2 separate regions of the Zea mays genome follow, and region 1 is linked to region 2. Evidence: chromatin contacts called from public Hi-C data. All regions are on one chromosome and are shown on one strand. Each heading gives the region's core, a stretch centred on a gene start, on an enhancer-like site or on the middle of the called end of the contact. The rest is flanking DNA. Distances are from core to core; before and after follow the strand shown. Region 1 holds the start of LOC100383547. Region 2 has its middle 160 kb from the start of TRNAK-CUU.

Evidence for each region. Hi-C and Micro-C count contacts between places; a contact is called where the count stands out from the background.
Region 1: a Hi-C map of leaf shows a contact between it and region 2, with 5 times the contacts expected there. The contact joins the promoter of LOC100383547 here to the enhancer-like site in region 2. A contact is called at or near these places in 2 of 25 Hi-C or Micro-C datasets (ear and leaf).

The regions. Positions count from the first base shown.
Region 1 is chr7:82,934,424-82,937,288 of Zm-B73-REFERENCE-NAM-5.0, forward strand. It overlaps LOC100383547, which reads left to right and starts at 1,476. Exons shown (of 5, transcript NM_001368208.1): 1 at 1,476-2,033; 2 at 2,152-2,865. The coding sequence starts at 1,488.
Region 2 is chr7:82,693,923-82,696,636 of Zm-B73-REFERENCE-NAM-5.0, forward strand. No RefSeq gene overlaps it. Among protein-coding and RNA genes, the nearest start is that of TRNAK-CUU, 160 kb to the left of the region's middle. Within about 2 kb of position 1,254, at least 9 of the 20 cell types and tissues checked have an H3K27ac peak or open chromatin away from gene starts, as enhancers often do. A contact at or near this core is called in leaf, where this site is marked.

The DNA of each region.
Region 1 (2,865 bases), core at 226-2,725, 240 kb after region 2:
GACGATACATGAGCACTTAAGCTGGAATAATCTGGGCAGTTCCGCCACAGCCTTCGCCTCTATCAAACGTGGCGTCACATGTGGTAGGGTCTGGTAGTGCACTGGACCAGTCCAGTGCCACTAACAAGATAACTTTTCGTCAAAATGGTCACTGATCTCACCAGCATGGCAGAAGTCTCGTGGTGAGTTGGACCTATACTGTAGGCGGTCAGGTGCATCCACAAAAAGTGCAGTTTTGGGGATTGTTCCCAACTTATATTTGGGTGGTTGAGGGCTATAAATATACCCTCAACTAGACTATTCAATACACAAGAACTGAGCAATAACTCCTACAAGTTAGAGTAACACTCCCAAGAGATAAAAAGCCTCACAAGTGCCACAATAGAGAGAATTAAACAAGTGACAACCATTCTAGTGTTATTTGTGATAGTGCCTTATGAGAGAGCAATGGAGAAGAGTGTGTGCTATGGTCTTGTGCTTCGAGTTTTTTTGACTCACATTGAGATTATAAAGCTAGCAAGAGCCTCCAAACTTGTGGAGCGCCTTGCAGAGGCTCTGGTCACTCGATCGAATTGAGAAAAGTGAGAGGACTCAAGTTTGATCTTCGGAATCGTTTGAGAGGGTGTAAAGAGACCTAGTCCCTTGGGACATCTCAACAGAGACTTAGGTTTCATTTAGAAACCGAACTCTGGTAAATAAATTGTCATGTCACTTGTGTTTGTATGATTGAGATTTGTTTTTCCTCTTCCTCTCTAAGTTCTCTTGCTTTGATCTTTAATTCAAATCATTTGTGTTGCTCCCAAATTTATTCCTCACTCATTAGAGCAACAATTTCAAGAAAAACTTATCCCCCTAATTTCGATTAACTTACCACTTGCTCTAACCGACTAATTTGGGATCAAGTTTTGGTTAAATGATTAAATTTTAGATTTCGTCTATTCACCCCGCTAGATGGCTATCAACTTGTTCAAGCCAACGACTGGTATTAATGGTTTAGTAGCAAGTCATACAGTCGAATTAAATATTGACGTCTTTAGTCCTAATTACCCAATATAGATTGGGGGATCTGGTGCCGTAGTCAGTTTTTCAATCGGTATTATTGATGTCCTTTTCTACAGTACGCTAGAGTGAGCTAGTAACCTCAGCTTTTACTTTGTGAACTTTAGTCGCTTTCAATATCAATATAAGCATAGGTATAACTTGTAACCCAAAAAAATTTCTTCTTTCGCCCACGTGTGGACGTGGCAGATTGGCGGCACCACAGAATTAGCTATCACACGCCTCCACCCCACACGCTCTATCATCAAGTCCGCAGCATCCCGACGAACTCCTGGTGTCCTGGCCTGCACCCAAAATATCCATATCCTTCCGCCGGCTGCCAAATAATCTCTTTCTTGCCGAGATCGGCGCGTATATCTTTTCCGGTGTCCGATGATTCATGCATTAGCAATTTTTGACTCGTGCGTGCGTGACTACAGTTGCATGCTATGGCCATGGTCACCACTTCGCCGGCAACTGTGCAGCCATCATCATGCAAGCACACGAGCCGCGGCGCGGCGCGGTGCTGCCCTCCTCCTCTGCTGTCCTGGAAGACACGAAGCTTTGGGCAGCAGGTGACGACAAGGGCCACGGCGGCGAGCTCCCGTGGGCAGCCCGCGGGCGTGGCACAGGCAGGGGGAGAAGAGGGCGACAGTATCAGGCGGCTGCAGAACGGGTCGGACGTGCGGGGCGTCGCGCTGGAGGGCGAGAAAGGCCGGGCCGTGGACCTCACGCCGCTGGCGGTCGAGGCCATCGCCGAGAGCTTCGGGGAGTGGCTGCGAGAGGAGGAGCTCCGGCTCCGGGGCCAGGAGCCCGAGCAGCTGCGTGTGTCCGTCGGCCGCGACCCGAGGCTGTCGGGGCCGCGGCTCAGCGCGGCGCTCTTCGCGGGGCTCGCCAGGGCGGGCTGCTCCGTCTTCGACATGGGGCTCGCCACCACGCCGGCCTGCTTCATGAGCACCATACTGCCACGCTTCAACTATGACGGCTCTATTATGGTAGTGAAGTAATGATACGTATTTTACGTTTGCGTCGTGTTGGTGTGCGTGCATGCCATGCAATGCATGTGTTTCACTTGTCAATTACTACGTTCGGATCGGAGTTGCATGCATGCAGATGACGGCGTCACACCTCCCCTACACCCGCAACGGCCTCAAGTTCTTCACCAAGCGCGGCGGGCTCACCTCCGGCGACGTCGAGAACATCTGCGACCGCGCAGCGCACAAGTACGTGGCGCGGAAGACGGGAGTCGGCGGCGGCGGCAGGGGCACGCCGCCGGTGGTGATGCGCGTGGACCTGATGAGCGCCTACGCGCAGCACCTCCGCGACATCATCAAGCAGCGCGTGGCGCACCCGACGCACTACGACACCCCACTGAGGGGCTTCAAGGTGGTGGTGAACGCGGGCAACGGCTGCGGCGGGTTCTTCACCTGGGACGTGCTGGAGAAGCTGGGGGCCGACACCACGGGCAGCCTCCACCTGGAGCCCGACGGCAGGTTCCCCAACCACATACCCAACCCGGAGGACGCCACCGCCATGTCGCTCACCCGCGGCGCCGTGCTGGCGCAGGGCGCGGACCTGGGCGTCGTTTTCGACACCGACGTGGACCGCAGCGGCGTCGTGGACGCCGGGGGCGCGGCCATCAACGGCGACCGCCTCATCGCGCTCATGTCGGCCATCGTGCTGGGCGAGCACCCGGGCACCATGGTGGTCACCGACGCGCGCGCCAGCGACGGGCTCACGAGGTTCGTCGAGTCCAGGGGAGGCCGCCACTGCCTGTACCGCGTCGGCTACCGCAACGTCATAGACAAGGGCGTGCAGCTGAACGCC
Region 2 (2,714 bases), core at 4-2,503:
AGCCCTTACATTGGTGAGCAAACTTCTTAGAAGCAGTTGGGTCCAGTGTCGTGTGAATTTTGGAGAAAAAGGCTCCCAAACTTGGCCTATCAGACAAACCAAATGGTGTTTAGACACGAACAATCAACTGAAGAAGATCCTTCTTGCCGCTGGTGTGTCTTGCGCCATGATCCATGCTTGGCGCCGTGATTTGCGCAAGTCTAAGGACAGCGTGTACACGGTGAGTAAAAAGATCGGCAGAAGGGTGAAAAGATCTCGAGGGGGTTGAATTCGGGCTCTGCGCTGTCGTGCTCACATGCCAGCGACGTGGTCGAGCGGCCGTCACCTTGGTGGCTGCCGGCTTCCTCGGTTGTGCCACGCCAGGGATCAATTCACCATGTCGCCATGACCGTGTTAGATAGCAAGTTACCCCTTCGTGAGCCATTGCACTACTGCGCACCACGAAGCATAGACCAGTGAAAAATCTTGCCGCCATGGAGTTCAATCCCATCTCAAATTCGCAAAGCAGGTGGCCAATCCTTTTAAATTGAGTGCCCTCTCTGCTCTGCCTCTCTATTACGCACCTAGCCCGCTGCTCACTACTTCGTTTCATCCACCATAGCCTAAGCTTACCGGGATTTCCCGAGAACGGTCACCAGCACTGCTGTGATACACCTTGATGTGGCCAGAGTAATCCAGGTTGGTTCATTCCTCTTTGGTCAATGTTCTTGTGTCCTTAGGATCTTCTTTTGCCCACTAGCTTGATCGATTGAACTCTACAGTAGTAAACTAGCTGGAACACCGACTTGTCATCACCGAACACTGCCGTGGACCATCGCCACATGGATAGCCAACCCGGGCTTTCCTCCGGTTGTCCCTGCCGCTGTTCCCAAGTTAGACATGCTTGTGATGCTCACTTTGTCCCTAATTTGAACTCTACCCCACCCAAACCCCGGAACCGAGCTTGGTCATCCTCGGTGTCCGCCATGAACGTGAGTAGCCACGACTATGAACCAAGGGGCTCAATTATCCTTGGGGTAAGGGTCGGTTAGGCTCGGAAATAGGGCTCAGGTGATCGCTACCTCGAGAGGAGGTCGCCGACAACATCTTCAGGTAGCCTCGGCTAGGTGTTCGACCGGTGTCTGACCGAGGGCTCGAGTTTGTGAAGGAGAAAAGTAACGGAGACGTTTAACTAATGTGTTGGTGAGACATATGGATAGAGCTCAAGAATTCCTTACTAGTTATTCGAATACCCAGGGGGCTCGATGCAAAGTAGTATGCAGGCGCGGACGTGCGCGCGATCTGCGTGGGTTTGGGCCACCTTGGCCCAGTTTCGGCCCAATTCTGTTTATGAGTTTTTCCTTTTCTTTTTACTAATAGCTTGTGAAATCCATTAAGAATAGTAGAAAGGTGATAAAAACATGGGATTTTTATTTCAAACCATAAATTATGTAGCATTTAAAAGTACTTAAGCAGAGCCTCTTAGAATTTTAGAAATAGTTTAATAGTCATAGAAATCATAAAACTTTTTGGGTAGACTTAATATGTTTGTTTTAAACCTTAAGTGAAGTTTGAACTTGTTTGGACACTGTTTGACTAGGAAACCAATAATAAGTCCAAAGAATTAAACCCTTTAATACCAAGTGAGATTAGGAGTAGTTTTGCAAGTAAAAACATGCAAATCATAAACTTACTACAACTTGGTAGCCTAAGAAGATTAGTTGAGTTAACCTTAAAGGGTTATTGTAAGGCCCAAAATCTGTATAATAAAAAATAATAATAATAAAATAAATATATGAGGAGATAAAATAGTAGATTCAGATATCTCAAATTATACTTGAGTATTGAAAATTGAGGACTGAATTTTGAAAACCAAGAATTATTTTAGAAAAGAAGTAATGGAAAAGCTTTCTATTCTAAATGATTATGCATTTTAATGATGATGCTCCATAAGCATTTATTTACATGAATATTTAATTTTGAAGTAACTTTTAACTCTTGTCCCACATTCAAAATACTATTTTTCTAAAAAGAAAGAAAACAATATGAGAGTGTTTCATATTTCAAACATCTACCAAACAAATAAAATATTTGAAATAAACATATATCTATTGCATCATGTTGGAGTTTAATTGTGTGTGCATATATTAGTAATAAAAATCTATAGAAAGACATCAATGTTCAAATTGGGAATTTAGTCCTAAATTTGGAATTCTAGAATTGGAGAAAGAGAAGCATTAGTTATCACAAAATAAATATAAAAAATAAATAAATTCACCATGCCATGTTTAAGTTGGGCAATTAATGTGAAAATAAATCTACCACGAAATTTGAATTTAAATGGGAATCTAAATTATGAATTTAGAAATAAAAAGGAAAAGAAAAGAAAAGAAAAGGGGAAATATAAAAGAAAAAGAGAAAACACCCTCCTGGGCCGAAACCCTGCGCTCGGCCCACCAATCATGCCCGAGCGCAGCCCACCCAGGCCTAACGGGCGCGCTGACAGACGGGGCCGTGCGTCAACCTCACCGTGTGAGTCGTTCACGAACGCAATGCAATCTCCGTCACTGACCAGTGGGGTCGACCCATAAGATCCCTTCTTCTAGCTTCGGTTGTTGCGATTTGCACGCCGTAGCTGCCGCTGCCTCCCCCTGGCTCGAACTGGCCGAACCCTCCGAACTGCGCGACGTATGACCTGGTGCCAGACCCCCCCACTCTCCATCAAAGTTGTGCCT